7 separate regions of the Mus musculus genome follow, and all the other regions are linked to region 1. A link is a contact called in public HiChIP or PLAC-seq and promoter capture Hi-C data. All regions are on one chromosome and are shown on one strand. The core of a region is the stretch at or near the end of the contact, and the rest is flanking DNA. Distances in the headings are between cores, read along the strand shown. Region 1 holds the start of Klf3 (Kruppel-like factor 3 (basic)). Region 2 has its middle 13 kb from the start of Gm31363. Region 3 overlaps Tbc1d1 (TBC1 domain family, member 1). Region 4 has its middle 33 kb from the start of Gm43837. Region 5 overlaps Tbc1d1 (TBC1 domain family, member 1). Region 6 holds the start of Wdr19 (WD repeat domain 19). Region 7 has its middle 13 kb from the start of Gm43837.

Region 1 (2,917 bases), core at 193-2,692:
TAAACAGGACATTATACTGGAATGTGAACTAGTGGGTTCTGGGTCTCCTCAGGACAGACAATTTCAGTGTTGGAGGTTACTGGGTTCTAGTTTAATTGTACCTTGTAGTTACAACAAGGAGTGGGGAATCTATGTATCACTACGTTTTAAGTAGTACCATGCCTGGCTGAAGCATCAAAGTGAAGTGAGAATGGTGAACTTACAGGGCCTTTAAAACATCTTGAAGTAATAACAAGCCATAGACTGAAGCCGGGTTGTTTTAAAACATTACACAGAACTAAAACAATTGAACCAATTTGTCCTTTGTTCTTTTTATTGCGTTCCTTATTACATTAATACTGTTTTAAAAGGAAACTCAAAAGCCTCCGACTCTAGCCTAGCACCAAGCTCAGCGAAGTTGTCCTCGCGCTGGCCTGGTTTCCACGGAAAAAGTGCCTTGAGGCTCTTAAAGTGTGAAAGGAAAGGTCCCGGGGCTGAGCCCCAGGCCAGCCAGAGCTCTCGCCCCAGGTGGGAGGATCTGCCCGAAGTTTGCTAAATTTTCTGGCAGCAAGGCTGACCAGCGAACGCCTTTTCGCTCCAGAGCATCGGGCCCTTGGGGAGTCGCACTCCTCCGGGGGTCTCCACCTTTCCAAGAAAAGTCCCTCCAGGCTGGAAGCGGCCCCTGCAGGGTAGGCGAAAGAACAGGGGCGACCCGAAGTCTCCGAACAGCGCCAGCGCGCAGGCTGCAGCGCGACCCCTGTGCACAAGGCAGCGATCGCTCCTGGAGCACCGCGCTCCCCGACGTAGGGACAGGGCATCCTGGGCCGCAACACCCGCTCCACCGCCCTCTGCCCGGGAGGGGCGGCCCTTCCCGCGGGAGCGAGTGATTGACGGCCTCGCTCCCCCACTCCTCGGCTCGCCTGCGAACCCGGGCTGTGTGTTTTGGAAGCGGCGCTAGGGGCCGTAGAGCGTGTGACGCCCGGAGCGGGCCAACGCCGCCCTTCCTTCCCCCCGGGGCTCGGGCCGCAGCGAGGAGGCCAGGACAGCTAGGGCGGGGCCGCGGGCTCAGGGCGCCGGGCGGAGCGCTCAGGCGGGGTGGAGGCCCAGGGTGGAGAGCCGGGCGGGGGCCGCTCACGCCCAGCCCCGAGGCCGCGCCGCGCCTCCCGGGACAGGTCGAGCCGGCGGGGCGGCGCCCGGCTCCGGGGAATAATGAGTGTCTGTCAGGCTGGCCCCGGGTGACTGGGCGGGGCGCGGGCGGGGGCGGCGCGGGAGGCGGGGGCGGGGAAGGGCAGGGCGGGGTGCGTGTTTGCCAGTGACTCGCCGACCCCTCCGGCGGCTGCCTCCACCCAAGTGGGTGGGGACCCCTCCCAGCCCGGGCGGCTGTGGCGGCTCCCGCTGCCCCTCCCTGACCCTCCCACCCCGGCTCCCAGCCTCTACTTACCCCGCCAGCCCCGGGGAGGCTCGCAGAGCGAGCGGCGCCGGCGTCATGTGACTGCCCAGAGTTGGTGCCAAGGAGCCAGAGGGGAGCGGGGAGCCGAGCCGCGCGGAGCCGCGGCCGGAGCGCAGTGCGAGCGCCACCCGAGCCAACCCCACCCGCGCGTCCGTGCGGTCGCGGTCCCTATCCCGGACGCCGTCCGGCCCGAAGCGCTTGACCTGCCGGCCCGCGGGGTTCCGGGCGCCGGGGAGCCGGGCCTGGGTTTCTTGGCCGCTGCGCTCGGCACCGCGCTTGGCAGAGTAAGTCCCCGCGCCCTCACCTTGCCGTCCTGCGCCCCGCTTTGCGCCGCATCTGCTTGCTTCTCTCTCTTTCTCTCCTTTTTTTTTTCCCTTCGGAGAAAGCAGGACGCGGAGAACGGGTTCGGGGTGCAGCGAGGGCTCCTTCGGGCTTGGGAAAGTGCTTCGGAGCTGGGGTGGAGGAGCGAGGGGGAGGGGATGGCGGGCGGGATCGTGGGATAGGGGAACTCGGTGGATTGGGAGCCCGCGGGCGGGGCTCACCTGTGTGGTCCCGGGTCCCCCGCGCTCGGTTCCCATCGGAGCCCCCGGCGCACCCCGCGAGCGGCCGCGTTGGAAGGAGCCAGGTAGCGGCGAGGCCGCGCGCCTGCTCCTCCCCCTCCCGCCTGGACTCGGGGCTCCCGCCCCCCGCCCGCGCCCCCCAGCTGCCGCCCAGCAAACTTGGAGCCCAGCCTCCAGCGCCCCTGGCGAGAAACTTGGGGGCGATTGGGACTGAAGAAGCATCCCCTTTTCCGTACCCGGAGCGCGCTAACTGCTGGGTCATTTGGCTTGTGGGGGAAGGCAGGGGGGAGGAAAAGAACCACCGAGGTTTGGAGAGACTGCCTTTGGGGACTTGGAGAGAACCTGCCGCAGTGCCTGAAGCAAAGGATTGCAGCGTGGCTAGCAGTGCAGAGCGCCTTCGGTGTTAGGGAACCGGAGCCCTGTAGGGACCACAGGACAGTGGTGTGGACCAGAACCTTTGGATAGCTTGGAGGTGGCAAATAAGAGTTGGAATTGTCATATCCATGTCTTTGGCGGATAACAGAAACACTTCTGTAAATTTTTACTGCAGTACTTACAATAGTAGTATTTTACAATAATACTAATTGAATATGAATGAGCCTTTGAATAATTCAGGTTAAATGGACACTGGATAATGTTTACCTTGTATTCTTCAAAATAAACACTTTACACAGAGTCATTGAGATTTTATTTTACACGGAGTCATGAGATTTGGTTCTAAGAACTTATATTTTTTTTCCTCTAATATTGTTGGAGATACTTTATTCTCAAGAGTGGTGTTGGGGGGGAAGTATGAATTGGTATTCTGAATTCATTTGGATTTGATATCTTGTCACTAAGCAAAATTGAGTGAACGTGGGCCAGTTAAGATAAATGAGAACTTTATGCATAAATTTGAGGAACACTTTTTATAAGAAATTCTGCTTGC
Region 2 (3,116 bases), core at 458-2,957, 360 kb before region 1:
AATCCTTAGTGGAACACAGAAAACCAAATGAAGTTCTCAATCCAGTCTCATCAGGAGGAGTCAAAGACCCAGAAGGGTGGGAAGGATGGCCTGTTGTAGGTGCAGTGGGAATACCCTTGGACATAGTTGAGTCCAAGGCTCAGCATCTAGAACTGGGTGGGAGGGAGACCGAGCCAGAAGGCGGAGAGGGAAGCAGAGGCTGCCGTAGGCATCTTGGGACACACACATCTTGTCTAACAGGTAGGGCGGATCAGGTGAGAGCAGATGACAGGCACAGAAAGATGACAGGAAGAGGGCAGGCAAGATGAAGTATCAAAACCCTTTCAGCCCTGCCATAGCTAATGGGCCCCTTAGTTCCTGAAGCTGATGAAATGGAAGCTGGTCCCCCTGCCACACACTTGCTAAAGGAAACTTTTGGAGGGAGAATTGCTTTTGTATATTCTTGTACAGAAGATCTTTTGGGACATCATGACCTGTTGAAGATAAGACCCCAGTAGGAACTGGCACATCCTCCATTGGGGACACATTCCTCAGGCCCTGTGTTGCAGGAGGCCATCGTGACATGCCAGCACTTTCTGCGGCTTCCTTCCCACAACCTTATGGGAGTCTGCTTTGCCCACAGATGTGTGCTTGCCGTCTAGCTCGGTGTCTGGCACATGGGAGGAGTTCAACAAATATTTGTTAAGTGAATACATGGAAAATACTGGAACACTAAAAGTCTGCTCTTGCCAGGAGAATTTCAAAGCCCTTTTATATTAACAAATGTAAGAACTCCAAAATCGCCGAGCATTTGTGGATCTGAGAGGAAGGGAGGCTGGGTGCCCACAGGGTTTTGGCAGCAGTGTTGAATGTCTGGGAGCAGAGGTGGCAGGTGTGGTGGCCAGCCCAGCCCTGCAGTGGCATTAGCCTGGGGCTGGTCAGATGCTGTAGTGTATCCATCAGAATTTTAGTGAGGAGCTGATGGCATGTTCACGCTGGCTCAGTTCAGGAGGGTTTAAAGGATGTCTTATAAGAATGACCAGGGTGTAGTAAAGCCACCAGAGGGTGGAAGAAAGTCTGAGTGATATCCAATAGGGCTCTTACCATCCCCGGGGCTGAGAAGGATGGAGTGGATTTGGGGGCTTGGGGGAGGGGCTGCCTTGTAAAGAAGCAATGGCCATCCTGTAACAACATTTATAGAGGACCCTAAGAGAGCTCTCCCTGACTCACTTCCTATCTCAAGGTTTCCTGTTGTGCTTACCCAACAAGGTTCCTAAACCCGGTGGAGTCCAGTTGTAGCAAGTCATCCAGGGCATCTATGGGTGGGGAAGGGGGATCAGGGGTGTGACAGGGATGCAGGCCCTGCAGGAGATTCTGACTGCAGAGTACAGCTCGTGAAGTCACTATTGGTCACGTGAACTGAAATTAGAAAGCACAGAAGTGTCAGGATGCGTAGGGCTGAAACTGACGCAGGGTGGAGTGCCGGGCGGGGCTGGGAGCTCACTCACTCAGGGTGCACACACTTCATCCTTATTAATGATCTGTATGATACGATCGTCTTGCGGGAGATTGGCCAGGATGATCAGATGACAAGGTGTTACAACCCCTTGGAGAGAGAAACTAATGAAAGACTTGTCAGTGGAAAATGCCCCTGGACTTAAGGACAGGATCTAACAGATGAGAGCTGGCAGCGTGGGGCAGTGTGATTCAAAGCACACACATCTTTCAGGAGGCAGAAAACAGGAAGGGCAAGCTGTAAGCATCCATGGGTAAGACAGAGGGGAACTGGGCACGAGAAGCGCCAAGCTTGCTGGGGATTTTGATAGAAGAAAAAAAAAAAAATCTGTGCTGGGTGATTCATTCAAAGAGTGCACCTGTTTGCCTGGCGACCTTGGGGTTAATGACTCAGGCCTGAGAAAGAAGGACACAGAATTCAATCTACATAATGTAGGATGTCCTAATGAAGGTCACTCAGAAAACTCAAAGTAGATGGATAACTTCCTGGAACAAAACTAAAATAGACATTTCCCTTTCTGTTTATTCGTTGAACAGAGTCTTGCTGTATAGCTCCGGCTGGCTTGGAACCCCCATGATTTTCCTGTCTCAAGCTCCCAAATGCTGGGATGACAGAAGTGAGCCATCACTTCGGTTTCTTCCACATTTTTACCACTCTCATTGACTTGCAATTTGACTTCAAAGACTGTAAGCTACAGGACGAGCCTCTAAGCTATGCCTGAAAAGACATCTCCTTAGCCAGGCCTTTGTGACACACCCCTTTGATCTCAGTACTTGGGAGGCTGAGATAGATGGATCTCTGAGTTCAAGGCCAGCCTGCTCTACAGAGGAAGTTCTAGGACAGCCAGGGCTACACAGAGAAATGCTGTCTCAAAAATAAAAGTAAAAAAATTAAAAAGAGAGAAGAAAAGATACTCCTTGTAAAATCTGTTGTAATGGCTCCAAGATACAAGTGGCCCGCAAACTGAGTGCAAAAAAGTAGTTAAAAAACAAAACAAAAGTGCTGACTGTTAAAAACTAAATGTTATAAAGAATTTTAATAACATGTTAAATGTGTTTTGAGATATGCAAGTCTACCATCTCATTCTAGTTACATGCATGCACACATGCATGAACATGCATGCATAGAGGCATACATGCGCACACACACACACACACACACACACGAACACACACCAAAGTGGATGTGTAAGATCACCATGAAATCATTAAAGATGATCAAACATGATTTAGAAATGATGCCAATTTTTGTCTGTCTTTCCTTCCTCTTTGCTTCCTTCCTTTTCTCTTCCTGTCATTTCTTTCCTCTCCATTCTCTCTTTTAAAACAAACAAACAAAAAGGTCTCATGTAGTTCAGGCCAGCCTGGAGCAAAGGCTGGCTTTGAACCTCTAATCCTCTTGCCTTCGACTACCAAGTGCTGGTATTACAGGCAATAATACCCCTATGCCTGGTTGTCCCCACCCCACCCCCCCGCCCTTATTAACACTCCCTAAATCTCTACAGTGGCCGCACAATCCTTTGTAGCATGAGAGTCACCTGTTCTAATCCCCAGTCTTTTCTCATCTCTCTTGCAAAACATAATAAGCTCAGACATTGTGCTGAATAGTTGGGAACAAGACA
Region 3 (2,910 bases), core at 357-2,856, 480 kb before region 1:
AAGGACGTGCCCTACAAAGAGCTCCTGAAGAAGCTGACCTCGCAGCAGCACGCCATTCTCATCGACCTCGGTGAGTCCACCCCGCCCCAGAGCCAAGAGGGAATGCCCCACCCTTGAGGAGTGTAGAGAGACTATCCAGGTCATTTAGTGATCACAGGTGCCCTCTGAGAGCATACGCGGGCTCCCTTCGTGCCTGGCGGCTGGCTTGTTCTGCTTGGCATGTTGTAGGTGTGAGGAGGCCTTGAGTGGTCATTAAGTCTGTTCATTGACACAGAACTCTGGTTCAGCTCAGTAATTCATATTTTCCAAGGGATGCTTTACAGTACACTGAAGGAGCAACCTGGGAGACACATCGGCTTGGATTGGCTACAGGAGAAACACACAAGCTTGGTTTGCTTTTAGAAGCAGTCTCTGGGCTGTGGTGTACAAACAGAACTTGTCAGAATAATTGTAGAAAACTGTGTGTTGGCAGTTTCGTCTTGGAAAGTGGGCAGTGCCTTGGTTCTGGAATAGCTTTTAAAACGCAGAAAGGAAGCAGTGTATTGGATTTGCAGTTTCCATGGAAAAGACCTCGCTGACTTAGAATGTAATTATGTGGAACAAGAGACCCTCTGACTGTTGGTGGCTGAGCAGCGATGGAGCCCTGCCTTCCTACTTGCTCCCAAGGCCTGTCTCTGCTGGGGGGAGCTAGCTCCGTGGCCTTCCCGAAGGCCAGTTCTGGATGCTGAGGATGTCGTCCCCCCTCCCCAGGACATGCGCCTGTCTCTGCTCAGTGCACTGCACTGCCCATTCTGTGGGTCTTTCCCCGTGTTACAGCCGCAGTGGAGACGGTGAGCTGGGTCAGGCCGGAGTCAGAGCCACACACAGTATCTTCATGCTTGGAAAAGTCCCTCAGACTACTCTGCAGGGCTGGCTTTGAATGTCATCCTCAGAACTGTCCTGACTGTAGCTTCTCCGCCCACAGGCCAAGCCCACCCTTCCTAACCCACACTCTTTCTCCCTGGTACTCAACTACTGCAGTGATTATTATTATTATTATTATTATTATTGCTGTTATTGTTTAATGCTAACACTTAACTTTACCTTGAGTTGAATGTTGTATGAAATTTACTCAATCCATTTCTTTTCATTTTCACAACAGTACACATAGACAAGTGCAGAGAGGTTACATAACTTGTTCATGATCTCATAACTAATTTGCATGAGAACTGTGTTCATCCCCTCCTAGCCCCTACCTCTGCTCAGCAGGATGGTGCCCTCCATGGGCTGCACTTGGGCTGTATTAGAGTGTACTCTCAACTCCAAGGACAGTGCCCGACACATAGTAGGTACTCAATGTATCTTTGCCATGTTGATGGCGAGGCACTGAGCAGTCAAGTGGCATGGCCATCAGCGCAGAGGTGCAGGGACCTATCCACCATCATTCTGACAGCCTAAGACTTCCAAGCCCTACAGGCTCCATGGTGCTAAGAGATGCCAGTACTGGGCAGGTGAAGGGGGAGGCTGACTGGCATGGCCAATCGATCTCCAGCCAAAGCCCATCTGGCCTGGTGACCCTGTGGAGGATATTTGTACATTATCAGCAGCTGAATTTGTTAGTGTGGTAACAGAACAGTGGCATCGTGTTCCTGTTCTGTGAGGTGAACTGAAAACTGACCTGGGGGTAGGGGTGTGGAAAGGAGTGGCAGGTCTCTCTCCTGCCTTCTCCACTCCCCCATGGCACAGGAGGAGAGGAAACACAAGAAATTTTGCTCCCTGTTTTGCATTTTCTTCCTTTGGCTTCTTGTCTGCATTCCCCTTACTCTTCCTGGACAGGTCAGCCCTCTGCCTCTGACTGCTTGAATGTCATCCCTTTTCTGCAGAAAGAGAATGAAGTCCAGATTGGCCACACTCCCCTGCCCCTGCCCCCTCCCTCCCCAGCCAGCCCTCTCCCTAGGAAGCACTGTTTGTCTGAGCCCCAGCTCACTGGCCTTTCCCCTAGAAAACAGCGCCTGATTCACATCCTCTCTGCCCCTGTTCAGCCCCACCCTCTCCCTTCTGCTTCCAAGGCCAGCTGCACACAGCCCCCACTCTGTTGGCCCTCCTTTTTTCTCACCTCTGGCCCAGTGCTGGCCTGGCCTCCACTTTGGATGACCTCCAGCATCCTCCCAGGGGCCTGAAGAGCCTCTATTTGCAGCAATCTGTGTCGCGACTTACCTCCACCAGGGTCCTAGGGTTTATCCAGGGATCCTGCCAGCATCATTTTGTCCCTATGTGAACCAGACATCCTGGTTGCTGACCTAGACCCAGTGGTGAAGTCTGGCAGCCTTCTGCAGGACTCCTGTTCTTCTGTGAGTCGACATCAAATAAGGCCTAGCATGGTAGGCCTCCAGCTCTGGCCATGACATGTGTCACCATCTTTTGTTTAGTCCACACTGTGTATCTTGTCTGTTGTGTATATTCCGTCTGTACTGTGGCGGTCTGGGCCCAGTAGAGGTGTGTGGTGTAGAGTGATGGCACAGTCCATGCCTTTCAGTGTAGCTTTCCTACAGTAAGCGGCTGGAGGAAGAACACCACAGGGGAGAAGGACTTTGGCTTTTCAGTGGTTTGCTTTCTGTCTCTTGGTTTATGAGACTGGCCTTTTACTTTTTGTAACAGCTTTTTGTAAGACTTGTTCCTTCAAAGAATAAAAACAGTAGACTTTATCGTTTGGTCATATTCTCTAGTTTACAAAATGTGATTTCAGCTGTGGCCTGGCTTCATCTTTACCCAGCCTGTTGTGGACTGTGTGGCCCAAGGACTGGAGGAAGTACTTTGGCAGCTCTGTGCAGAGCTCCTTAGCCTCACTGCTTGTCCCGCTGGCTCTGTTTCCTGCTTTCTTACATCTTGCCCTCTGCCTTTCCCTTAGTATAGACTGCAGCCAGCCAGGAG
Region 4 (3,129 bases), core at 539-3,038, 390 kb before region 1:
CATGTTGTGTAGCTCACAACCAACTGATAATTCCACAACCAGGAGATCTATCGCCCTCTTTTGGCTACCGTAAATAACTGCATTCATGTACATACACAAATCCTTAAAATTTCTTTTAAAATTATGTTTCAAATGCCCCATTAAAAAAAAAAAAACACAAAACACAAAAAACCCCCGAAAACCCCCACATAGAATGACTACTCAACCTGTAATCATGAAAAGTTGGTTTGATGTTCCAACCCCAAATCTTGGTGGCTTATTTTTCTCTTCTTTTTAACACTCGCCTCACCTCGGCCTTTGATTTTGTAAATCAATGCAGCTTCTCTTCCAGGAGAAAGAATTCTTCCTGAAAGAAGAGGGCAATCAGGGTGGAGACTCCAGAATTCCTCTTGGATCAGTTGGGGATCTCTGAGGCTTTAATCTCATGCACAGCATAAAATGTAAAACACAGTCAAAATATTAGTTGTATCCTAGCCATTGAAATCACTAACAATGGGAGGGACCTAGCACTGCAAAGAATCGAACAGCTAAAATGTTAATGTTTCAGGGCCAATACATTTATAATATTGTATAGTGGGTTTTTTTTTGTTTGTTTTTGTTTTAGTTTTTTCTAACATTTTGGATATAAGAATGTCTTTCAACACCTCGTGCTTTATAATCAGCATTAGCTATTTCCAGTGCTTATTTCCCTTCCCAACCTCATACTCAGAGTGTTTGTAGGTAAAGATGGGCTATCGAGTTTACTTGCTGTGGGTGTTGGAAGTCCTGAGTGTCACAGGCAGGCTGTAGGGTCAGTGGCAGTAACTGGGACTAGGGTTGTCTGGTCATTGTGTGGAACACCGGTGTGGACAGCTTAGCATTGTGAGAGGGAAGGAATCTGATGGGGGTCTGGCCTGTGGCCATATATTCTCTGAGTTGCTGATTTAGGAGGCCTAAGTGGAGGAGGCTCAGCGTGCTGCGTACACCTTCTTCATCCCTGGGTGCTACACCCCTGCCTCCTGGTTGCTTTCTGGACACAATGGCTCCTTCTAAGCCATTCTTAACTTGGAGTTCACTATATGGAAGCCATATGGCATGCCTAAAGCCATGCCTTGTGTTCATATGACATTTATATCTTCTTTCCTGAACATTCTTACAAATCATTGTTTTATGTGAGTGAGTGCTTTGCCTACATGTGCGTTCCCACAGAGGCCAGACAAGAGTGTTGGGTCCCCCAAAACTGGAGTTAGAGATGGTGTGGGTTACCATGTAGATGCTGAGACTCAAACCTAGATCCTTGGGAAGAAAGCTGGTGCTCTTAACTGCTGCACCATCTCGCCAGCCCCGTTCCCCCAAATTTTTAAATAGCGTCTGTAGAACCCCTCAGCATGGTCATGACTTAATTTGGATGTAACATTTTCGGCTGCTGTCACGTGACAGTCTCTCCCTCGGGCCCATGGACGAGCGGCGTCCACGAGTATAGGATAATATTATGACAAGGAAGTTAAAAGCACAGGAAATGAAAACAATATAGTAGCCTGTTCTGAAGATCCCGAGCAGGACTGACTTCAGAGCCGTTAGGGTCTATTTGTAAAAGCATAGGCTGTCCAAGCACAAAACAATCAGTGCAGAAACCCATAACTGCCACGCCCAGAAAGCAGCATGCCCGGAAGGGTAGGAGGAAGCCTTTGGACTCTTTCCTGAAGTGGGCCTGTGCTGGAGGGACGAAGGCTGTAGATGGTGCAGAGGTTGTGTTTGGCTGGCTGAATTCCAGCACAGCTGAGGGCTAGTTAGACTCTGTAAAGGTTTCTTTCTCCTTCGCTTCCTCTTACTGGGTGCTGGCTTAGCACATGTTGTGAGGGTATTTATTTTTGACTCGATGGTAACTGTTTCAGGAAGTCTGAGGATGTGAACAAGATTGACAGCTGTAGAAAGTTCCAGGAAACATACCAACCAGGCACGTTCTTGGGGTTATAGGATGTGCCATACCAAAGAGGCTGTAGGGGGTCTCATCAAAAACAAGCAAATGAACAAAACAAGACTGAAGTGGTTTACAAAGCAATAACAGAATCCAGAGTGTCTAAATAATGGTCCCTATAGGAGGAGCATCTTGGAATTTTAGAAGCATTGGCTACACACAGCAAATATTCCCTCCACAATGGAGTAAACAGAGTTAAGCAGAGGCCGGATGTTTTTGGAGGAGTTTATAGTCAGTATATTGGTTTGCTGGTTAGTTTTGTCACCAGCTTGACACAACCTAGTTGAAGAGTTGCAAAATCAGCCTGGCCGGTGGACTTTATTTCAGTTGCTAATTGCTTGCTATAGATGGGGCCAAATTATCTTCCCGAGGTAAGAGGTCCTGGACTGCAGAAGAAAACTAGCTAAGCATGAGCCTGTGAGCAAACCAGAGAACAAGCTAGAAAGCAGCGTCACTCCATGGACTCTGCTTCAAGCTCCTGCGCTGAGCTCCTCGCCCCGACCTCCCTGGATGGGGCTGGGATCTCTGAGATGAAATTAGCTCTTTTTTTTCTCACCTAGAGGTGTGTCTCCTTGCTGCCCTAAGTCCTGTCAAGATGATAATGAAGATTAACCATCACTTTTGCCCCGTCTCTGTAGAACATCAGCTACCTAGCTCTAAAATCTATTCTATAGACTGAGATTTCCTTGGCTGTTGAGGAAACCGCGACCCACCGAGGAGCTGGGATTTGCAGCAGAGAGGCTACAGCAGTACATACCAGAGGTAAGATGTTAACCAGTTCTCTCCTTCCTAGCCTCCTTCCTCCACACCCAGAAGAGGGGTGAATGTCAGCTGATTCTAGCCTGGTGTGCTCTGCAGACACATCCTAGGGATGGAAATGTGGAGGACTCTGGGAAGCCCAGGCCCACAGGAACTGCAAAGGTGAGACTGGAGTGATAAGCCATGCTTGTTGCTCCTGATTGCAGAGAGTAACTCGTAGAGAGAAAGGCTTGTTTGGGTATACAGTTGGGGAGATTTCAGTCATGACTGGTTGACAATGAGGTCAATCATGGTGGTGTCTGATGGGAGCAAAGACATCCACCCCACAGAAGGGATGCAAACAAGAGACAAAGGTCCTATGTTTCTATTCAAGGCCTACAATAACTGGTTTCTATCTCTCCATCCTCTTTCAA
Region 5 (3,119 bases), core at 329-2,828, 460 kb before region 1:
ACCCAAGATATTTATTAAGAACTCATGAAGGCGCAGAAGGGCACAGCCTGTGGTTCAGCTTAGCTTAACATGTCGTCCTAACTCTGTAGAAAAGGCCAGAGACTTTGGTGCCAAGTTTCCCAGGAGAGGAAATGATCTTTACATTCAGTGAGTTTTCCATCCTCAGAATTACACAGGAGCACTTTCATGGCAGTGGGAACCCCACAGTGCATATCCATTGCAGTTCTGCTGAGATACGAGGTTCAGTTCCAGAAGGTCCAGCTAAGATGGAGGCTTTCCAGGCATGCACCGGAACCTCTGTGAACTGTATCCCTTCACCCCCAGCTCAGTGCGGGGAGGTAGGTGTTACGCCCTGTGTGGGAGGCCAGGAACTGAGGCCCAGAGAGACTGAGTCCCTCAGATCCTCAGGGGCAAAGCTGACTCCCAGCCTGAGCTGTCACCAGGGATGGGAAATGCTAATGGTGCCCACTGAGCCTCTCAGGAACAAAAAGAAATCAGGTAGACGTGACAGCACGGGACTTAGTATTTGCATAGACTAACTTTTGAATCTACTTAGTATTAATCATGGAGTTAACCTGAAAACTAGGAAGCTGAATTTTTTTTTTTAAGACAACTGGGAATGGCAGGAATGTGGCAGGGCTTTGTAGGACAGCTTCAGTGCTCATAGGGAAGGGAACCCTGTAGGGGACCCTAGGGGAAAGCTGGCGTCCCACAGCTAGGAAGGGTGTTGGCTGCATTAGTTAGGAAATGCAGTAGAGTACAGCTTCTGTCCTTCAGAAGCCGCAACTCCATTCTCAGAAGAGTGTTCTAGACTGCCAGACCACCTTGAGAGTTGTGATGGTTGCTTTCGACTGTCAGCTTGCCAAGATAGAATCACCTTAGGACTGGTCTAAGACAGTTTCCAGATTAGGCTAATTAAAGTGAGAAAACTTACCCTAAATTCGGACAGTGCCATCCCAGGAGAGACAGCTCCCGGGAGGAGAAAGGAGACAGTGAACTGAGCTGCTACACTTGGCTCTAGGCTTCCTGGCTGTGCGTGTATTGTACCCAGCCATCTCAGGCTTCTGCCACCTCAGGCTCCAGATACCTCAGGCTCCAGACACCTCAGCCTCCAGACACTCCTGTCTCCTGTCACCTCAGACTCCAGACACCCCTGTCTCCTGCCACCTCAGGCTCCAGACACCTTAGCCTCCTGCCACCTCAGGCTCCAGACACCCCTGTCTCCTGCCACCTCAGGCTCCTGCCACATCAGGCTCCAGACACCTCAGGCTCCAGACTCCTCTGTCTCCTGCCACCTCAGGCTCCAGACGCCCAGGCTCTCCACCTCATGAACTGGGCCAAAATAAACCCTTTGTTCTTTGTTACTTTCATTGACCATTTTGTCACAGCAGTATCAGGAAAGTACCTGTTATAGGCCTCTGCTGGGTGACTTCAGCCTGCAGGCTTACCTTATTGGAGAGAGGGCATTGCAGTGAGCAGCAGTCTGCTGACTCACACTGGGCCCACTCCAGCCCTGTCGCTCTTCCTCCTCAGGAGAAAGTGCAGACACTGCCCCCTGGGTGGCGTCTGCACTTTGGGCTTGTTTCACAAGTGTGGCTCTGTTGTCACTGTTGCTGTTAAAGGAAGAGAGCCGGCTCTGCTCATCCATGTGTGAGTGACAGTTGGGATTGGCTCATTTCTGCAGATCTGGGTCAAGAGGACTTTTTCTATAAACAGTCCCATTACTTTGTCATTCTTACAATTCTTAAAAACCCAGCTGAATTGTAACTAAATGTGGTGACCTTGCAAACAGAACATGAGTCCTTTGTCACATTTAACCTATAGTCAGCGTATTTCATAGCATTTGCAGGGAAAGCCGCTAAGAACTACAGTTTTGAAAGTCTTGTCTGTGCCCCTGAGTGCCTGGTGCCTATGAAGGCCAGAAGAGGGTGTCAGCTCCCCTGGGAACTGGAGTTACAGCTAGGAGCCACCAGTGGGTGCTGAGAATTATACCTGAATCTTCGAGAAGGGCAGCCAGTGCTTTTAACTGCTGAGCTGTCTCTCTAGGCCTTGAAAAGTTTTTTTGTTTTTTAAATCTTTTTGGCCTTGTAGAAGCGTGTTAGAACCTATATTTATTCTTTTCCTTTGCAATTACCTCTAGGTGTTTGTTGTCCTCACCGTGTAAAACCATTGACCTTGTCAGAGCTGAGTTTTCTCCTCTCCGTGTGCTTCCACGCGTGCGCGTGAGCACAGGTACCTGTGCCCGTGGGAGGCCTGTCTCAGTGACTCAGCCTGGTGGCTTCTCTACCCAACAGGTGTTTGAGATGGACATCGCCAAGCAGCTCCAGGCCTATGAGGTCGAGTACCACGTGCTCCAGGAGGAGCTTATTGAGTCCTCGCCTCTCAGTGACAACCAAAGAATGGAGAAATTGGAGAAAACCAACAGCAGCTTGCGCAAACAGAACCTTGACCTCCTGGAGCAGTTGCAGGTAGAGCATATTTGCCGAGCGGCTTCCCGAGCCTCTGTGTAGTCGCTCATTAACTCACCAAAGGCACCAGCAGCCCGGGCTTTCCCAGGACCGCAGGACCTTTCCCACCCCGCGCTCTTTGTAGTTGCGATCAGAGGTGTCCCAGGAGAATCAGCCCTTTTATTGCAGAGCAGACAGTGTCCTTGCCACGGTCAGACAGTCCAGGAGCTTTCTGAGAGGCTCTTTCTACACTAAGCTTTGCAGGAGACCAGCTTGGCCCCAGATGCTGACTGCCAACAATTGTGCTTTGAATAATGATGAGAGAGTCTTAAGCTTTTGTTGCCTGGGGGGGAAACAGGCCAGGTCCTTGGAGAGATACTGAAGGAAGGAAGTAACTTAGAAATCTATCTAACGAACTAAATCAGAACAGTTGATGCTTATTTATAAGTCTGATTCGGATGCGAAGGTTTATTAAGCGGCATAGTTCTCCTGTACACCCCGCCCCCATCTTAAGTGGGTGAATGCAGGTAAGGACACAAGACCAGCACTATAAATAGTCCATGCAGAAGGGAGAGGGAATGACCCTGATAGGTGTGCAAAAGTCACTGCAGGGCGTGGCTTCTCTGTCAGTCCATTGGCACTAAGTAACCATGAATTCTCCTTGTTTGATAG
Region 6 (2,923 bases), core at 230-2,729, 400 kb after region 1:
AGCCACCTCACAGCCCTCTGAACTCTTTTAATATCTATCTTCGGTTCTGTACTGTTGTTCACACCCATTATGTATATACGTTGCTAGACTTGTAGCTGCATTCCATTTTGAGAGGTACTCATGAAAATGGCACTGCTCTTTTATTTCAAATCTGCTTATTACTGATATGGAGGGGTGTGACTACTCTTTGTGTATTAAGATTGTATCCTGGAGGCTTGGTATAATTAGCTCTACCTCTACCCCACATCCCTCCCTCTCTTCTACTGATTCTGTACACTCTCAGTCATGTCATCTGCAGTTTTCCCACCTCCTTCCTCAATCAGTATGCTTCTTTTTCTCTCCTTATTGCATTAACTAGGACTTCCACCAGAATTGAGAAAGAGTCACAAGAGGGGACATCCCTGCCTTGTTCCTAATGGGACTACTTTCAAGATTCTTAGCATTAAGTACATCAGCCTTAGGCTATTTGGAGATACTGTTTACAATTTCTATGGTACAGGGTTTTGTTGTCTTGCTTTTTCTTGTTGGGTTTTGTTTTTTGAGAATTTTGAGGGTTTGTTTTATGTTCAGTTTTGTCAAATGCTTTGTTATTATAGCTACTGATGCAACCATGTAGGTTTTTTGTTTTTTTTTTGTTTGTTTTTGATTAGCCTGTTACTATTGTGACAGAGCAAGACAATGCAGAAGTTTCTCCATCTTGTATTCTTGCTGAGGCCATTTTAGGTTTGACTACAATTTTATCTCATGGACGAGAGTCGCTGTGAAAAATTACCCAACTCTATTCTAGGAACCCGAGGTGATGATGCCCAGCTAGCCAACCTTAGCTACTGTGCAGAATCCCACTCCCTCCCTCCAGCCAACTTTTAATGCTTAGCTTCCGCTAAACTTCTTGTTTACCAGGCTCAAATACTACAGGCGAGTTCTTTTCTTTATTTTTTTCAACTATTCCTCCCCGATCACACTAGCTAAAATTGTCTTAATGGTCCTGAAAGAAAACGACTCCTCATACCTCACCTCCGTTAGGGCAAAATCAAAAATAAAAACCCTGCAAGAAAAAAAAATGAGGAATGATACATTAGTTTCTCCAAGCCTTTTTTACAAGTGGATCTTGTAGAAGCCGTCTGGCTCATGAGCCAATTCCTGCCTCCTACTTGCCAACCTCTGGGTCCAGCTTTTTTCCCCCCGGAATTCCTTTACAACCGCTCCTAGGCCAGTGGTTTCTGCTCACATAGCTCAAGACCCTTTCTGTCCATAGGGCCCGCCTGCCTCGCAGCCTCACCCAATCAGAGCTCAGGCAGGAAGTTGACCAGCCCTCGTAGCATTCAACTTCCCGGAGCTTAGCTCCACCTCCATCACGTGACTCTACCCACCCTGCCCATCTCTCTCAAAGGAGGGCTCCGGGGGCAGCTCCGCCCCACGCTCGCTGATTGGTCGCTGTTTGCACGGTCTCCTGGGTGACGAGAACGCGGTAGCGGGGCGGGGGTGTTCTGTTGCGCCTGCGCACTTACAAGAACGGGGGTGTCGCTGGAGCCTTTGAAATGAAGGTAAATAACTTACAAGTGCCAGCGGATTGAGAAGATGTGGCAGCCTCTGTATTTCCTAAACTCTCGGAGCGCGACTCTGAGGAGTTTGTGTCCCTGTCCCTCCGCGGAAGTGCTGAGGATAGAGGAATGAGCTCCGGGAGCGGGCGGGAGGGGATGATGGGCTTGTAAGGATGCAGGGAAAGGAAGCTCTGGAGAGCGGGCTGAGGGAGGCCTGTGCCCTCTGGAATCTGGTAGAAGCCTGATCTGAGTACGCCCGAACTACCGGTATCGCTACCGATTTCTTGTAGCTTAATCCTGGGCAAACCAAGCCACTGGCCCAGAGCCCTAGGGAGAATCAAAAGTCTCTAAAACAGTCATCAAGAATTACTTGGCCTGTGACCTGTCCGGTATGCAGAGCCCTGGTCGCTAGAACACATGATGGAGAAATCTGCACACCTGTGTGCGTCCTCCACTGCACGCAGGTTTTCTGATTGGGTTTGTTGTGAATTCCACAGGGGCAGCCGCTGCACTCCTGTGATTTACCTCAGAGGTACTTACCCCCGCACTGCTCTGACAAAGAAATGGAAACACCGAGTTTAAAATGGTTTCAGCTTTCCTAAAGCTTCACTGTAGCTCTTGTGTGTCCATTGGAATTGGCAGATAACTTTGCATGATTCACTTTCTGGTGTGTCGGAAAGGAGTAAATACTATTCTCTTTACAGTTAAGTTAACCGTGACCTGCAACAAGCAAACCTTTTTGCTGTTCTAGGAAAGCTGTAACTTTTATCTGAGTTGTACCTAGAACCGATATAACTCTGTGGAAGAAAACTAACCTGTAAGATTACAGCCCAAGACAGATCTGCCATGAAAGGAATAGAATCAGGTTTAAGGACGATGTATTCCCAAACTCGCAGAAGTAAGATGGTCTAGAATACGTTGAGTGAGTGTACGTGCTGGAAAAAACCTGTGTGTGCTTGGCATCATAGCGCACCTCTATCTTAAGTTGCGATTCCAGGACACAGGCTTTCGGGAGATGGGCATTTATTCAGATAGCATTGGAGGAGTTGTGTTGTCACTCAGATTCAAGTCTTCAGCTACAGTATCTAAGCTGCATCTACCTAGATAAGGGTGTGCTTGATTAATCTACAGTATTTAAAACTAATATTTTTCATCTAGGGTCATGTTCCTGAGTATTCTAGAATGTAGCAGTCTGATATAAGAATAATATAAGTCAATGAAATTTCAAATTTTTAACTTATAACAACAATAAAATTGTTTAAAAAAAACAAATAACATTGTGATAATACAGTTTGTTTTGCCGAGTATCTCCAAAATTTGTATCAGCATCTAACAGAAAAAATACCAATAAAGCCAGCATTCATTGGTAGCAATGAATCAGC
Region 7 (2,790 bases), core at 288-2,787, 440 kb before region 1:
TCATGGTTTCCTGAGGTTCATTGTGTGACCACCTATCCTGCCTGCTTTTCGGCCTGTGTCTGAGGTCACACATCATGGCAGAAGTGTGGGATGGAGTAAAGCTGTACACCTCCCAGCACCCAGGAAGCCAAAGAGGACCTCATATTTTGTTGTATAAAGCCCATCTTCCCAAACTCATTCAGCCATGAGCCCATAAATAGATGAATTCACCCATGACACCTGTGATCCACTCTGTGCCTACCATGATGTCTCCCACTCAGGACACTGGTTTCAAGGGTACAGGGCCTTCAATCAACTCACAAACCCTAGGGAGACATAGAAGATGTACCTTAACAGGCGGTCAGGAAAACTGGACAGTACAGGTCAGGGCTGTGCTCTCATGATGGGGCTAGAGCTTGGGGGAGCAGTGATCCTAACTCAAGACCAGAACAGCTGGGCTGGGAAGTCAGATGTGAACGGGATTGTATCAGGTGCCTATTTCTGATGATTTGCTAGCTCAAACCAGCCTTTGTTCATCGGCAGGAAGGAGACAGCCAACATTCAATCTGTCTTTAAGATGCTTCAGCCCAGCAGGGACACGGGGACTCAACCCACCAGAGACCAGCACACAGTGGCCAACACAGAGGCATTTTTGAGTCCAGACATCAAATCCTATAGTAACAGCTGTGGCCTCTGCTGCAAAACTATCCTGAGCACTTAGGGCATGTTTAACGTTCTCAAAAATCCCATCTGGCTGGTTTGATTACAGCCCGTGTCTCATAAATAAGGATGTAAACCCTCCAAGGGTTTACTGACAAGCACATCTCACAGACAAGAAATCAGGATTTGTCCCCAGCTCCCTGGAAGCACTCTGGACTACCATGGACCATATTGCTCCAGGTTCTGTTTGGCTGAGGGGAGGAGCAGTCCAGCTGTTTCACCTGCCAAATCCACATCTGGCTGCTGTTCCTTCTAACTGGGCTCAAGCTGCCCAGGGAACAAATACTGTCGGAATCACCTAGCTCCTCTGGATCCAGCAGGTACAGCCCGCATCACCCTACTCCCAATCGGTACCTGCAGCTGAGAAACCTGACTCTGCGAAAGGCTCAATCCCTCTACCATTCTTTGCAACCCCCACAGTCCCTAGGGGCCCCTCCAGATCTGTGTCTACTCCAGGAGAGGGCTGGGCTTTGGATCTATGCTTTTTGTCACGATCTCTGTTCCCCTTGGCAGGTTCCATCTGGCTTTTAGATATTATAAATAGCCGCAACTAGGGTGTGACTTGGGTGGAGCCCCGGAGCCTGCTGCTCCACCCTGGAGGGGGGAAAAGGCTTATTTAATTCATTTCTGCACTTGGCAGCCTCTAACTATTTAGAAAGCCAATTAGGCAGCAGCTGTTGGTTGGGAGTTTTTTTTTTTTTTTTTTCCTCCCCCTAGCCTAAGATGGCCTGTCTGATTTTTTTTCCATGCCTGAGATTTAAGCTTTTGCAGGAGGTTGGGTGGGGTGGGTGGGGCAGACCCACAGCAACTCTGAATACAAGCTGTCTATGCTTGGCTGACTCTTGGCAAGCTCCTGAACTGGTGGTGGTGGTAGCTGTGGTGGGGTGGTGGCAATTGAGAACCAGCTCTCTGCTGCTTCCGGGATGCAGGAGTTTGGAATAAAAAAAAGAAAGAAAGAAAGGAAGAAAGAAAGAGAGAGAGAGAGAGAGAAAGAGAGAGAGAGAAAGAAGGAAAAGAAAAGAAAAAGATGCTTCCCAGAGAGAGAGGAGCCCTGTTACTGGTGTCTGAGGAAGTCTTAAACTAATGCCTTCACCAGTGTCCTGGAAAGTTCTGGAATGCTTGGCTTCAAGCAGACCTTGTGTCACTGACAACTCATTTGATGTTGATCATGTGTGTGATGTGGTTGGTATCCATTGGAACCCACTGTGGTGTCATAACCCTGGTGGGAATGAGAGTGCCTGCCAAAGTTGTGGGGAGGGTGGGCCAGCAGTTGCACCTGGCACATAGTAGGATTCACTGATGACCATTTTTCCTGGCTTCCTATTAGGGCAATGAGTCGCACAGAGCCAGAGAGCAGGCAAGGGTTTGCGACTTACAGGACGAGCAGAAGAGATTGGAGGCCTCCCAGTTACCAGTGCTTGTTGATATTTGAAGTGATTATTTTTAAATGAAAGCACCACGTGACGCAATTATCTGTTGTTGCATAACGTTAAAACCTTACAAGGCAAGTGAGACCCACAGCAATAAAAAATGCAAAGAAAGTAGATCTCTCAGCAGACAAAAGAAAAAAGGATCGTCTATTACAGAAGCCGCAGCCATTGTTAAAGCTTTGCTGTGAGATCACCGGTCCTTTCTCTGGTCCTATATTAACGCTCACGTGCACCTGTGTATTGGAAGGTACCAGGGCAAGGCTGGCTGAGGCTCTGAAGCTGAAAGTAGCAAGGAAATAATCTATAATCCTCACCCTAAGGTACTATGAATCTGCTTGGAGCTTCTGTGAAGAGTAGGAGTGGAGTAGGGATGTGGGGAGCACTGGCATCTGGTGAGTCTCTGTGGTGAGTCAGTACAGAGTGAGAGCCCTGCTCCTAGTGAAAAGGACTGAATGTAAACATGTGTGCTCAGGTCTGTCCTGTGCCATAATGCCACAGTTCTACTGGATGAGGGCTCCATCACTTGATCTCATTTAACCTTAGCTTCCAAATGTCCCACCCTCCAAAGGCTGTCGTATTAGGTTTCTGCTCTCGTAACACCACACAACGGGAATTAAGTTTTGGCATGACTTTCAGGGAGAACACTCAAGCCACAGCACTC

The links. Promoter capture Hi-C pulls out the DNA fragments that hold promoters and counts their contacts. HiChIP or PLAC-seq counts read pairs in DNA pulled down with a chosen protein or histone mark.
Region 2: a promoter capture Hi-C map of fetal liver shows a contact between it and region 1, with 9 times the contacts expected there. The contact joins the enhancer-like site here to the promoter of Klf3 in region 1. A contact is called at or near these places in 14 of 39 promoter capture datasets (the 3T3-L1 cell line, the C10 cell line, the HPC-7 cell line and 9 more), 4 of 15 datasets of contacts at CTCF or cohesin (the NIH/3T3 cell line, embryonic stem cells, large pre-B cells and 1 more), 21 of 484 Hi-C or Micro-C datasets (bone marrow-derived macrophages, cerebral cortex, embryonic stem cells and 8 more), 38 of 115 datasets of contacts at active chromatin or transcription factors (the NIH/3T3 cell line, acute myeloid leukemia, bone marrow-derived macrophages and 23 more) and 3 of 9 other capture datasets (adipose tissue, embryonic stem cells and liver).
Region 3: a contact with region 1 is called in an H3K4me3 HiChIP or PLAC-seq map of fetal liver, with 4 times the contacts expected there. The contact joins the enhancer-like site here to the promoter of Klf3 in region 1. A contact is called at or near these places in 12 of 39 promoter capture datasets (3T3-L1-derived adipocytes, the C10 cell line, the HPC-7 cell line and 8 more), 1 of 15 datasets of contacts at CTCF or cohesin (large pre-B cells), 3 of 484 Hi-C or Micro-C datasets (LSK cells, bone marrow-derived macrophages and myocytes), 33 of 115 datasets of contacts at active chromatin or transcription factors (T-cell acute lymphoblastic leukemia, astrocytes, bone marrow-derived macrophages and 24 more) and 2 of 9 other capture datasets (adipose tissue and embryonic stem cells).
Region 4: a contact with region 1 is called in an H3K27ac HiChIP or PLAC-seq map of embryonic stem cells, with 7 read pairs. The contact joins the enhancer-like site here to the promoter of Klf3 in region 1. A contact is called at or near these places in 19 of 39 promoter capture datasets (3T3-L1-derived adipocytes, the C10 cell line, the HPC-7 cell line and 13 more), 2 of 15 datasets of contacts at CTCF or cohesin (the NIH/3T3 cell line and embryonic stem cells), 14 of 484 Hi-C or Micro-C datasets (bone marrow-derived macrophages, embryonic fibroblasts, embryonic stem cells and 6 more), 27 of 115 datasets of contacts at active chromatin or transcription factors (the 230-238 cell line, the HL-1 cell line, T-cell acute lymphoblastic leukemia and 20 more) and 2 of 9 other capture datasets (adipose tissue and liver).
Region 5: a contact with region 1 is called in a promoter capture Hi-C map of liver, with 11 times the contacts expected there. The contact joins the enhancer-like site here to the promoter of Klf3 in region 1. A contact is called at or near these places in 13 of 39 promoter capture datasets (3T3-L1-derived adipocytes, the C10 cell line, the HPC-7 cell line and 8 more), 2 of 15 datasets of contacts at CTCF or cohesin (the NIH/3T3 cell line and large pre-B cells), 14 of 484 Hi-C or Micro-C datasets (LSK cells, Sertoli cells, bone marrow-derived macrophages and 7 more), 34 of 115 datasets of contacts at active chromatin or transcription factors (acute myeloid leukemia, astrocytes, bone marrow-derived macrophages and 23 more) and 2 of 9 other capture datasets (embryonic stem cells and liver).
Region 6: a contact with region 1 is called in an H3K27ac HiChIP or PLAC-seq map of microglia, with 7 times the contacts expected there. The contact joins the promoter of Wdr19 here to the promoter of Klf3 in region 1. A contact is called at or near these places in 1 of 39 promoter capture datasets (pre-B cells), 3 of 484 Hi-C or Micro-C datasets (embryonic stem cells and muscle stem cells) and 4 of 115 datasets of contacts at active chromatin or transcription factors (heart atrium, memory CD8 T cells, microglia and 1 more).
Region 7: a promoter capture Hi-C map of hippocampal neurons shows a contact between it and region 1, with 9 times the contacts expected there. The contact joins the enhancer-like site here to the promoter of Klf3 in region 1. A contact is called at or near these places in 24 of 39 promoter capture datasets (the 3T3-L1 cell line, 3T3-L1-derived adipocytes, the C10 cell line and 15 more), 1 of 15 datasets of contacts at CTCF or cohesin (the NIH/3T3 cell line), 46 of 484 Hi-C or Micro-C datasets (the C2C12 cell line, CD4 T cells, CD8 T cells and 21 more), 38 of 115 datasets of contacts at active chromatin or transcription factors (CD8 T cells, SST interneurons, astrocytes and 28 more) and 5 of 9 other capture datasets (adipose tissue, bone marrow-derived macrophages, embryonic tail and 2 more).

What each region holds. Positions count from the first base shown.
Region 1 is chr5:64,802,079-64,804,995 of GRCm38.p6, forward strand. Klf3 (Kruppel-like factor 3 (basic)) reads left to right here and starts at 1,443. Exons shown (of 6, transcript NM_008453.6): 1 at 1,443-1,713. It overlaps Gm38457, which reads right to left. Exons shown (of 2, transcript XM_006504241.4): 1 at 1,972-2,917; 2 at 292-1,881. The coding sequence starts at 2,211. The coding sequence ends at 1,417.
Region 2 is chr5:64,437,149-64,440,264 of GRCm38.p6, forward strand. No RefSeq gene overlaps it. Among named protein-coding and RNA genes, the nearest start is that of Gm31363, 13 kb to the right of the region's middle. Within about 2 kb of position 1,708, at least 52 of the 459 cell types and tissues checked have an H3K27ac peak or open chromatin away from gene starts, as enhancers often do. A contact at or near this core is called in adipose tissue, bone marrow-derived macrophages, embryonic fibroblasts and 6 more, where this site is marked.
Region 3 is chr5:64,324,540-64,327,449 of GRCm38.p6, forward strand. Tbc1d1 (TBC1 domain family, member 1) reads left to right here. Exons shown (of 22, transcript NM_001310611.1): 17 at 1-70. Among named protein-coding and RNA genes, the nearest start is that of Gm43837, 52 kb to the right of the region's middle. Within about 2 kb of position 1,607, at least 129 of the 459 cell types and tissues checked have an H3K27ac peak or open chromatin away from gene starts, as enhancers often do. A contact at or near this core is called in 3T3-L1-derived adipocytes, adipose tissue, astrocytes and 10 more, where this site is marked.
Region 4 is chr5:64,409,098-64,412,226 of GRCm38.p6, forward strand. No RefSeq gene overlaps it. Among named protein-coding and RNA genes, the nearest start is that of Gm43837, 33 kb to the left of the region's middle. Within about 2 kb of position 1,789, at least 66 of the 459 cell types and tissues checked have an H3K27ac peak or open chromatin away from gene starts, as enhancers often do. A contact at or near this core is called in adipose tissue, bone marrow-derived macrophages, embryonic stem cells and 3 more, where this site is marked.
Region 5 is chr5:64,342,958-64,346,076 of GRCm38.p6, forward strand. It overlaps Tbc1d1 (TBC1 domain family, member 1), which reads left to right. Exons shown (of 22, transcript NM_001310611.1): 21 at 2,295-2,468. Among named protein-coding and RNA genes, the nearest start is that of Gm43837, 33 kb to the right of the region's middle. Within about 2 kb of position 1,579, at least 168 of the 459 cell types and tissues checked have an H3K27ac peak or open chromatin away from gene starts, as enhancers often do. A contact at or near this core is called in 3T3-L1-derived adipocytes, acute myeloid leukemia, astrocytes and 13 more, where this site is marked.
Region 6 is chr5:65,198,217-65,201,139 of GRCm38.p6, forward strand. It overlaps Wdr19 (WD repeat domain 19), which reads left to right and starts at 1,480. Exons shown (of 37, transcript NM_153391.2): 1 at 1,480-1,544. The coding sequence starts at 1,539.
Region 7 is chr5:64,363,419-64,366,208 of GRCm38.p6, forward strand. No RefSeq gene overlaps it. Among named protein-coding and RNA genes, the nearest start is that of Gm43837, 13 kb to the right of the region's middle. Within about 2 kb of position 1,538, at least 96 of the 459 cell types and tissues checked have an H3K27ac peak or open chromatin away from gene starts, as enhancers often do. A contact at or near this core is called in the C2C12 cell line, the G1E-ER4 cell line, the NIH/3T3 cell line and 19 more, where this site is marked.